Linked DNA regions of Sus scrofa: regions 2 and 3 are each linked to region 1. A link is a contact called in public promoter capture Hi-C data. All regions are on one chromosome and are shown on one strand. The core of a region is the stretch at or near the end of the contact, and the rest is flanking DNA. Distances in the headings are between cores, read along the strand shown.

Region 1 (3,586 bases), core at 616-3,115:
TGACTGGCTGTATAAGTCTCTGTTCCTTAAATTCTTTAAATTCATTAGAGTGTATTAATGGTTCCCTCATTACTTAATGCGTTGAATAAAATCTTTAACATTTTATTTTATTAATTTAATTTAATTTAATTTAATTTAATTTTATTTTTTGGCTGTGCCTACAGCACGTGAAAGTTCTCTGGCCAGAGATCAAAACTGCAACACAGCAGCGACCTGAGCTGCTTCAGTGACAATGCCAGATCCTTAACCTGCTGTGTCACAAGGGAACTCCTATTCATTTTATATATACATGACTGTCATGAACTTTTTGCAAATTATACTTATTTATTTTTAAATGATTTTATTGGAGTATAGTTGACTTAGACAGTTATATTAGCTTCAGGTATATAACAAAGTAAATCAGTTATACATATACATATATCTGTTCCTTTTCAGATTCTTTTCCCATATAGGTTATTACACAGCACTGAGTAGATTACCCTGTGCTCTACAGTAGGTCCTGGTTGTCAGTCTATTTAAAGGTGTTTTCACTATAGTTATCAAGGATATAGGAAAGCCATAAAGGCAGTATATAATAAATGGTAGTATGGATTGGAGGGGCTGTGGTAGAGTTCCCTGGTGACTGTTCTTTTCATGTACCCTGCCTTGCTTTTGTTCATTTAGCAGGCAATCCTGCTTTGCATTATGGGAGGCAGAGGAAGGGAATGCAAACACAGATGAACCACAATCCCTGTTCTAAAGTTGTCAACAGTTATTAAAGAGAGAACCACAGGTCTCAAATGACATCATACCAAACCTAGGTTTAATACTTGACCTCATTGCAATTTCTACCTTCCCCAGGAATATAACCTTTAAAATTTTTTTCATTAAAAAATTTTTTATTAGAGTATGGTTGATTTAAATTTATAGTTGATAAATTGACAGTATTGTGTCAATTTCTGCTGTACAGCATAGTGACCCAGTCATACATATTTTAATTGGGGCCAGTCTGGAATTTTCTGGTTAGCATTAATGGGCCTAATTAGGCTCTCATCCTTTCCCCCCAGAGAAGGTGACCTACCCTGAAGCAATTCTTCCTTTTCTTTTGCTAATGACCTCCTTGCCTCATTCTACTATAAAAACTCTCCATTTTATACACCTCTTTATAAGGGAGCATCCTTCTATTTACTAAATGGATACTGCCCCATTCATGAATTGCTGAATAAGGCCAATTAGGTCTTCAAATTTACTCAGTTGCTTTTTTTTTTTTTTTTTAAACAGTCTACTGTGGGAGAAAGATGAGAACAAATCGTTACAAAGGAAGCATAATGGGTGGGGATGAGAATAATATTTGAGAACTGACTGTGTCCTTATGTTTTACATATACTGTGCTGTTTTATGTTTATTATTTTATTTAAATCTAAAATTTTGTAAGACTTTTACCCCAGCTTTAGAATTGGAACACAGACAACCAGCTCATGGCTGGAATCATCATGAACAAGAAGCTATGGGAACCCCAAAAGGATTTTATATGCTTTCATTCCAGAGACCAGAGCATTCCCCTCATCTCTCCCTTAGTTCATTTGATTGACTCTGGACTCAGGTCAGGTCCTGCCTGGAAGCCCCATGGAATGGGAAGCCTTGGAAGAGACCTGGCAAATGAGTTGCTTGGAATCCACCAGGACCAGTTCCTTTCTGGGAAGCAATATAGTCTGGAAGGTCAGAGACAGGCAAGGTTGGTTGACTTCCTTGAACTTTCAGCTTTCAGTGCCTCTTACAGTCTTGGGACACCTGGTGTTTGAGAAAGGGGGAGGAGGTAGCACTCCCTTGGGTTTCTTTTAGGAAAGTACTCCCCTCTTCACCCTCTCACATACCCCCCTCCACCCACAATGCTGGAGAGAGTTGCAGAAGGTGGAGTGCAAACACTGGCAAATATTGACAGAAGTGAAGGTCATGGCAAGACCATCTGGCCCAAGTCTATTGAGGAAGGATCAGCCTACAGTTCAAAGGCACTGGTTAACTGGATTTGCATAAATAACATGTGAGCAGTTTCTGAAACTGAATTTTAAAACTGGCAGCTCTTTTTTTTTTTTTTTTAATTTTAATCATCCCTTTGTGTTTTTTGCAAAATCTCTCCTTGTACGAATTTCCTTACAGCTATTATTTTACTTTTTGTTTTTTAGGGCTGCACCTGCAGCATATGGAGGTTCCCAGGCTAGGGGCTGAATTGGAGTTACAGCCGCCGGCCTACACCACAGCCACGACAACATCAGATCCAAGCCACGTCTGCGATCTATACCACAGCTCAAGGCAACGCCTGATCCTTAACGCGCTGATGGAGACCAGGGATCAAACCTGCATCCTCATGGATACTAGTCCTATACATTTCTGCTGAGAGTCACGATGGGAACTCCCCTTACAGCTATTCTTATTTCCTGATGTAGATTATTTTTTTTTTTCCTTCCAGGGAAGGGAAGTCAATACAACCTCTTTTCTAGGAAGGAGGTTGTTGGTCTGATCTTGAGTGGTGTGAGAAGACCGTTTTGATCCAAACCAGGTGCCTAGGCTGGGTCATTTCCAACCCGGGTCAAACAATTGATCACAGGATGTTTTTCTGGTTTATGTGCTATCTTGTGGTTGTGTGGCTGATTTCTGCCTCAGATGGTATGTATGCTCTTCTTAAGCTCAATTCATAAGGCACTTGATATCAGTTTGTGGATTATGAGGGTAAGGTTTTAATGAAATTTAGACTGATGACATTTAAATTTCTGAAATTATTTCTTTTACTGAAAAAAATCTCAAATTAATTAGCCTATGCTCTGTATTCAGTAGAGGTGTAGCAAATATTAAATGACTTTGCTCTGTGAGGTAAATTGTTAACTGTTTACTTTCGTTTTCTCTTCTGGGAGTCATAAAGTTACCAATTTTTAAATCTTGAAAAGTTTTATTTATGATAAACTCTAGGGCTACTATTTGAAAAGGGGGATTGCTTTTTTTTTTTTTTTTTTTTTTTTTTTAGGTGTGGATAACTTATCGCTGAATTTGAGTAGGATTCCTGTTATGCTTTTTTGGAAAGAAAACTGTGGGAAATCCTTAGGAAGGGAGGGAGGGGGTGTTACATGGAAGAGTAACATGGAGTCGGAATTAATAATCCAGCAAAAAGGCACTTGAATGGGGGGAATCTAAAAGCATCTGATACATGATACACACTTCCTCATAGTGCATGATACATCAAGTAAATCTGTTTTCTTTTTCCTTGTAGCCCAGAGCTGCCCAGAACTCCCTGCAGTAGACAATAGCATCTTTGTTGCAAAGGAGGGGGAAGGACAAATTCTTGGGACTTATTTCTGTATTAATGGCTACCACCTGGTAGGAGAGAAAACCCTTTTTTGTAATTCCTCGCAGGAGTGGAATGCCCCCGCCCCTGAGTGCCGTTGTAAGTTTGATTTTTCTGCTTCTTTGTCTGTCTTGTCACCCCACTGTATACTTTCACATCGTGTCTCCTGTAGGCCATGTTAAGACTTTATAAGAAAAAAAATCTCAATTCTAGGAACTCAATTTTTAAAGCACTCTAGTGGTAGAACTTCCCTTGGAAAGTATATAATCA
Region 2 (3,586 bases), core at 752-3,251, 55 kb before region 1:
GCTACTTCAGGGCGGCCATTGAAACCAAGGTCTTTCTATTTGATAAGAAGCCTGAGTAACGAGCAAAACTCGAGGTGAGAGCGAGTTATCTTTTACCCCTTGACCTCTTTGGGAGGCTTGAGGGGAGGAGGGAATGGGTTAAGAAATGTGCACAGCCTATATCAGGGCCACCCATGCAAGGGCGCATTAAATATTAACTACACCCTGAAACCAGCCAAGCTTTGGAGGAGAGTAAATAAATGGCATGTGGAATTCTGGCATCTGGAGGGGGTGGGGTGAGGGCTCCAGACCCACTCCAGTTTGGCTTCTCTGTACCTTCTGAACAGACCCAACGGCCCCTTTTTACCCTCTTCCCGTGAGCCCACTCCCATGTCCTCCAAGGCTCTCTCCCCAGGGGTCCAAGAGGTTTCCGGTTTCTCTTAGGCCAGGTGTCTCTGCTTTCTGCTGACTGCACAAAAGGTGCCTTGAGCTGGAGCACATCGTAAGGAAAATGCCAAGAAGATTAAAAGTTGCACTGGGTGTGTATCCCTCTCCACAGGCACATGGGCAAGTTTCTGTGTGTTTTTAGGCAGCGATATAATCGCCTCCTTCAAGTGGGTTTGAGGGAGAGGGTTAGCAGAAATATCCCCTACGCAGAAGAGGTTTGCCAGACCCTGCAAGTTATCTTTATTGCTGACAAGGTCATCATCTATGGCTGCTTGGTGAGCTTGGTGGGCTGGTTCTGCAGCGCAGGCTGAGCGAATGCCCAAAGTTCCAGTTGGCAGGACCGGAAACTCGGTATATTCGCTGGGAGTTGTGTGCCAAGCCCTGGGATCCTGGCACTGGGTCGTCCCACTTCCCCTTTTCTGAAGCAGGAGGAAAAGGGGTGAAGTTAGGGACCACAGAGTTAACCCCTACGAGCTGGATGACCAAGAGCTGACTTGCCACTCTGACTTGACTTCCACACCCAGCTGTCCCTGTGCAGGGAAACCGGTCACACAGCCTGCCAGGGGACCCCTGAAGGAACACAAAGCAAAACCACCACACAGGTCTGGTTCTCCTCTCTGGCCTCTGCCACACTGCTTTGGCCTCAGCCCCACTCAGAATTCCTACTAGACTCAACATGCTATCGTGAAATATTAATGTGGGCGAGGCCATGGCACAGTTGAGTAGCTTTCCGTCTGCTAGTCCCTGTGTCTATTAACCGGCAACGTCGTTAAATTCATTAAAATGAACTCAAATAGGCTTGACTTTGCAACTAGACTATCCGGGGGTGTTGCAAAGATGAGCTGGTAGCCTGAGTTGGAGTTTTCCCAACGTAAGCAGACCTCACACCCCCCTTCCAAACACCCTAGCTCAGCTCACACCTTTCACACCCATCCACAGAGAGCTCCATTATCACACGACCATTACTGAACACACACACACACACACACACACACACACTGAACCCTTTGCTTAAATAAAGATAGACATTGAGTTGATAAAGCCACAGGAAATTTTCCTGTTAGAAATGCAATGGAAAACCAAAGTGCTAGGTGAGCCTTCATTTTGACGCCCTCTACAACTGTTCTCTTCCAAAATCACAACTCAATTTCAGCTCTTCAGAGATGCAAAGGTCTAAAACAAACCTGTTTTCCTTTCTTTATCTACACAATATGCATATCTAACCTAAACAGGTAGATGGAAAAAAAAAATGCGTCTCAGTCCTGTTCTCCACAGAAACACTGCAATCTCAGGAAGCTACCTACCTACTCTGATCCCACATTAGAGAGTTGAGGAACAGACAGGAAAGCCCTCTAGCTACGGGTATAAGGGGCTCCCCACCATTCCGTAGCTCCGACTTCCCATGAAGCCCCCCGCCCCCTCGCTGCAGAATAAGCAATAGTTGAGTTAGTAATTAACTCACCTTCACTGGGTGGGGACTGAGGGAGGAAAGGAATACCCTTCTATTTCAAAGGGCAGAGACGGAGACAGAGACTGCTCCCCCTGCCTCCTACTGTTTTCTTCTGACCTCTTCCTGACTTACCTAGACAGGTAAAAGCTTCAACGGAGCTGCCTCACCCCACCCAGCCACCGACTCTCAGCCAATCCCAGATTTCCCTCCCTCCTTCCCATTCCAGCTGTTCCTCCGGGGAGGGCGTGGGCGGGGACAGGGCGGGGCGGCGCTCTTCTCCTTTGGCCAATCCTCTCTTGCCTTCCCCCTCCCTCGTTGAGAGCCAATAAAGGCCCTTGAAAATAAAAGAGGAGGGCCTAGTTTGGGCTAAAACTGGAAGAAGGGAGAGTCAGCAGGGAGAGAGTAGGCAAAACATATTATTATTCATACTATTTTAAATCCTGATAGAAAGTCAGTCCACTGGGCAGTACGCTTTTCTAGTGTGTCTGCTTGAAACTTGGTTTTCTAGCTAGAACTGCCTTCTTCTCGAAGAGAAGTATTCCTCGGAAAGCCTTGTGCCAGTTTTGCTACTAGCTTTTCTAGATGTTCAGAATCACTGTTACCTTTAAGCGTTTTCCTAGAAGCTCATAACCCTAGCAGCTCCACCCAGGACCAAGGAAGAAGGCGTCTAAGGCGGGAGAGGCTGGAGCTGAGACACTGTTGCCCCACAGTTTACCAATGACCTTGGCTTCATCTATTTCTGCGGGAAATAAAACCTTTTTTCCTCCCCCAAGGGGTCCCTGTTCTGATGAAAAAGTGACTGGACAGCCTTGAAAGAGGGAACATGCACACCCTCATTTGGGTTCTGGTCTTTTGTAGCTGTGCTTGGAAAGTAGCAATGGATATTGAGCAATAAAAACAAAAAGAATCCACCAACCAGTTTAGCAGCTCCTATCTTCTTCTATGGGCACATTATTGGCACTTGTAGTTAAAAACAACTGGAGGGACTAGACAGAAGAGAATAGGTGGAAGAATCCAACGCTTTCAGGAGGAAATCTTCCTCATCTTTCTCCAGGTACAGAAGCCACTTTAACCAGATATTTTGCTTGGAAGCTGGTTTTTCCTTGGATATAAGTTATCCTTGATACCACAGGGGCAGGAAGAAAAATTAAAATCAATGCAGAGGAGTTCCTGTCGTGGCACAGCAGAAATGAATCTGATTAGGAACCATGAGATTTCGGGTTTGAATCCTGGCCTTGCTCAGGGGATTAAGGATCCAGTGTTGCTGTGGGCTGTGGTGTAGGTCGCAGAGGTGGCTTGGATCTGGTGTTGTTGTGTCTGTGATGTAGGCGGCAGCTGTAGCTCTGATTCTACCCCTAGCCTGGGAACCTCCATATGCTGCAGGTGCCCTAAAAGAAGACAGAAAAAAAATAAGTAAATAAAATCAATGCACATAGTCATTGCCAATATTCATTAAACTCTTTCTCTGCACTCAGTATTGTGCTAAGCATTTCCATGCATTTTTTCATTTAATCTTTATTTGAACTTCAAAAGGTAGGCACTATTAATATACAAATTTTACAAGGAGGTTAAATAACTTTCTCAAGATCATGCAGCTAGGATGTAGCAGGCAGGGACTTCAACGCAGGCAGTACGACATCAAGCTTGCCATGTATCAGTAGGATGCCAGTCAGCCTCTATTTTGGAGAAAATCCCAAGTAGAAAACATGA
Region 3 (3,586 bases), core at 600-3,099, 34 kb before region 1:
CGGAGCCGCCACATCGTGTCGCTCTGGCCGCCCATAGGCCAGACACCCGTGGACCCAGCTTTGGTCCCCGCAGCACGTTGGGAGACGCCGCCGGGGAAACCAGCCTCCCGCGGGACTCCAAAATGGCCACCCTTTGCCGGACCAAACATCGCGAGAAGTCGCTGGCTATAGTTCTCGCGACACTCCGCAGCTTCAGTCTTAGCCTATTCTTAAAGTGACAACTAGTTCCCACCCACCCCTACTTTAGGTGGCAAAGGGTGATGATTTAGCCGTATTCCTAAAGTGCGGCTAGTCTTGCTGCCTGTAGAACGAGTGAGGCACCTTCTGCGTTGGCAGAATATATGCTCAAGGGAAGAGGGCGGAGAACGGAGTTCCTGAATCTAATACATTGGAATGTAACCTTGCACTTAGGTCGGAAATTATTAAATTGGGGCTTCCAAACCACGCCGGATCATAGTTCGGAAGGCAAACGAATGCCAAGAATGGTCAGTGAGTCAAAAAGACCTGTCAAAGACAAACATATACTCGTGATTAGACGCATGGCTGCAGCAAACACTGACTCATTGAGGTTAAGGGACCCGGGGGACTGGCCTTTCCACCTTCATGAGCCTGCAACTTAAAAACGTCCATTTGCCACATCAGAAAGCGCAGTATGAGGTCAGCATCTGGGCCGAGGGCTATTCGGGAGGTGCTGGCAGTGTAAGAAGGAGGAATGAAGAGGGCTACCGTGTGTCATCCAGATTCCAGTTCGCCCTAGTTATACAAATACCAAGACGACTCCATTCCTGACTTCATTATGGCGAAGTACTCACGTAATCAGGAGAGCCGGTGAGGTGTAAAGGACACGCAACCCCTGTATTTCACAGCAACGTGATAATGCTAGGTTGTGTGACTTTTTCCAACCCCGTATCCCTAAACACAGGACTGTGCCTTCCAAGTAAGTGCTCTGTAAACACTTGCTGAATAGTTAGAACCAAGTTGTATAAGCACAGAGAAGGCAACTGTAACATACTGGGAGTTGTAAAAAGTTTCAACGAGTAGGTAATGATTTGAGCTGTTCAGAAGGATGAATTTAACCCCCAGGTGACAGAGGAATAAAAATACCTCTGAATTTCTCTCTCTTCCAAGAAATCCATACTCATTGTTCTTTTTCCATCCTGAATCCGAAGCAGCAAGGCCTACCCCGCGTAGAGACAGTTTATCAACAGAATCAAGCATCAAGGGGGCCTGGGGGCAACTGTGAAAAGTTCACTCGGAATGTGCAAACTCACCTCCACTGTAAAAGCCTCTAGATCTGAATAAGTTATATGGAGACTTTGCATCTTTTCAGATCTTTCATGACCCAATTTTCTCCTTGAGCAGTTTTTCTCTTTGGTTCTTCAAGATGACCATAACAGATGGTACAGTGTGAGTGGTAAGAGGGAGAATAAATAAGATGGTAAATCCACTGAAGTATGTGCATGGATCCAGGGAAGCTCCTGGTTCAGCGGTGAGAGTTGTTGATTTCCTTAGTTTACAGTGTCCGCGACCTGAGGCAAGAATATGCAAACACCTTAAGATGTATTGTGGTAGTTTACTCTAGCAAACACCTTCCAAGCTTACGTCCCAATTTACAGATCTAACAGATCCCGCTGGGATTCAGGAAAAAGCGTTAATCTCCGCAATGATTTTTCCGGTCACCCTCTCAAGACTTCTACTAGTTCATTCTCGCGAGAGGACGAAAAAACCCACAAAACTTACTTTTTATTAATCCCGCCCCCAGCCCTGTTAGTTGCCAAGCAACGATGCAACCAACCTCCACGGTGCTGGGAAACTTGCGAGCTTGTGATTTTTCCCCTTCACAGTTCTATCCTCCTTCTGGAGCTAGCGTCAGTGATTCTAATTTGAGCCCCGCCCCCTGAAGCCTGCTTGCTCTCTATTGGTGGACGATTCTCTCCAGGTGAGGACCAACGCGGGAGTGGGCGGAGCCAGGCGGGGGCACGTGATTTGCCGGCGACTGGTGTGCCGGACACCGGCCACAGTCTGTGGGTTCCCGTCTGCCGCGTTACCCGGTAGGTGCTGGGGCCACAGACGGGAGGAGTCTTAGGAGGGATCTTGGGGTGGCCGACAGCTGTACAGCGTCTTGAAGGGTCTAGGCGGACGAGAGGAGGGAGGGGCCGCATGCACCCTGAGATGTGGGAAGATGAAGCCTCGTCGTTTCGGGGAAGTACGGGCCCCCGGGCGTCGCCTGGAGTGCGGATGTTTAGGAACTCAAAGCTGCAGTTTATGTGAGTTACAGGATTTGTGTGGTTAGTGGAAGTACAGTGCAAGGTCCCTGAAGCAGTAGGACCTTCCTTCCTCACGAGTCCTTGTCCGGGTTTGTAGGGAGAACGCGTGGGGCTCTCCCACACTAGTTCGAATCAGGACTTACCCGTTATTCTGTAGGCGACCTTGGGGAAGTTATTTACCACCTCTTTGCTCCCCAGTGTTTCTTCCATGGACTGTTTCCCAGGGGATCGTTGGGGAGAGGGTGTGGACAAGGGCTTGAGAGTAGGAACACCAGAGGAGAAATGGTGACGGGTGAGGGCTGTCTCTGGGTCCAGTTACAGTTTTTCCTTCAGGGGATATGTTTGAGATTTTTCCCACTTCTCATTTTTTTCAGGACTGAATCCTCCCATTGGACTGCAGTTACTTTATGATAATGGACTTGATCTATTTGCAACTCACCCCACCCCCAACTGCTGCCACTACTCTCCCCAGATTCTTAAACTGGAATCTGAAGTCAGGAAGGAACTTGGATGAACCACTTAGTTTGATTAATCTCAGTTTTTCAATCTGTAAAATGAGGAGAAGTAATAATGGTAGCAAAATCTGTTTCATTACAGGATTGTTGGGAGGATTGAAGGAGATAATTTATTTGAGTGTAAACTCCAAAGTCAGCAATATAAATGCAAGCTTCTGCTGCACCTCTTCAGAGATGAGGAAACACAGGGCTAGGGGCATTCATGACTTATTAGGGCGTATAGCTCTTAACTGGGAAAAAGGCTGGACTTGACTCTTGGGCCAGGGTTCTTGCACTTATACCTCTCTGATCCTCTTCACTGAGTGTTTGGAAGGTTGTCTCCTTCCTTCTCTTCCTTATATCCCTTTTATCCCTTCCAGGGGTCCCCTGAAGAGCTGCCATGTCTGGGAATCCTGCATCTTCCTCAGAACAGAACAACAACAGCTATGAAACCAAAACAAATCTCCGAATGTCAGAGAAGAAATGCTGTGAGTGGTGGGAAAGAGGAAGGGCTGCCTTGTCCCAGGTTTTTGTCTTGGGAATATAGTTGTAATCCTAGACTTTGCTGCTCAATGGGAGTAAGAAATAAGTCTTTGACACGGGAATTTAAAACAAAGGCCATCAGGGGAATTTCCTGTCTGAAACAAGTAGACTCCGTGAAATGTCTGTCTTTGGTGCTAGGCTGCCCATGTGGCCGAGCATTTTCTTCCTGCTTTTGTTAACTGAATCTCTGTCTTCTGGGGGTATCTGTACACTCCACTGATGTTGAAAGAGCAAGCACTGTTGTATATGCAGTGAGTAAGACAGAGAGGCACCGGTACAGGG

The links. Promoter capture Hi-C pulls out the DNA fragments that hold promoters and counts their contacts.
Region 2: a promoter capture Hi-C map of liver shows a contact between it and region 1, with 3 times the contacts expected there. The contact joins the promoter of C9H1orf116 here to the promoter of C4BPB in region 1. A contact is called at or near these places in 1 of 5 promoter capture datasets (liver), 14 of 47 Hi-C or Micro-C datasets (adipose tissue, blood, brain and 8 more) and 1 of 2 datasets of contacts at active chromatin or transcription factors (skeletal muscle).
Region 3: a contact with region 1 is called in a promoter capture Hi-C map of liver, with 2.7 times the contacts expected there. The contact joins the promoter of PFKFB2 here to the promoter of C4BPB in region 1. A contact is called at or near these places in 1 of 5 promoter capture datasets (liver), 15 of 47 Hi-C or Micro-C datasets (adipose tissue, blood, brain and 8 more) and 1 of 2 datasets of contacts at active chromatin or transcription factors (skeletal muscle).

Annotation. Positions count from the first base shown.
Region 1 is chr9:67,714,340-67,717,925 of Sscrofa11.1, forward strand. It overlaps C4BPB (C4b-binding protein beta chain), which reads left to right and starts at 1,866. Exons shown (of 7, transcript XM_003130455.6): 1 at 1,866-2,020; 2 at 2,447-2,643; 3 at 3,242-3,415. The coding sequence starts at 2,586. It overlaps PFKFB2 (6-phosphofructo-2-kinase/fructose-2,6-bisphosphatase 2), which reads left to right. Exons shown (of 16, transcript XR_002335794.1): 15 at 1,526-1,714; 16 at 2,447-2,582.
Region 2 is chr9:67,659,383-67,662,968 of Sscrofa11.1, forward strand. C9H1orf116 (specifically androgen-regulated gene protein) reads right to left here and starts at 2,002. Exons shown (of 6, transcript XM_021063321.1): 1 at 1,889-2,002.
Region 3 is chr9:67,679,979-67,683,564 of Sscrofa11.1, forward strand. PFKFB2 (6-phosphofructo-2-kinase/fructose-2,6-bisphosphatase 2) reads left to right here and starts at 1,850. Exons shown (of 16, transcript XR_002335794.1): 1 at 1,850-2,051; 2 at 3,142-3,249. It overlaps YOD1 (ubiquitin thioesterase OTU1), which reads right to left and starts at 1,911. Exons shown (of 4, transcript XM_005667547.3): 1 at 1,796-1,911; 2 at 1,272-1,529. The coding sequence starts at 1,322.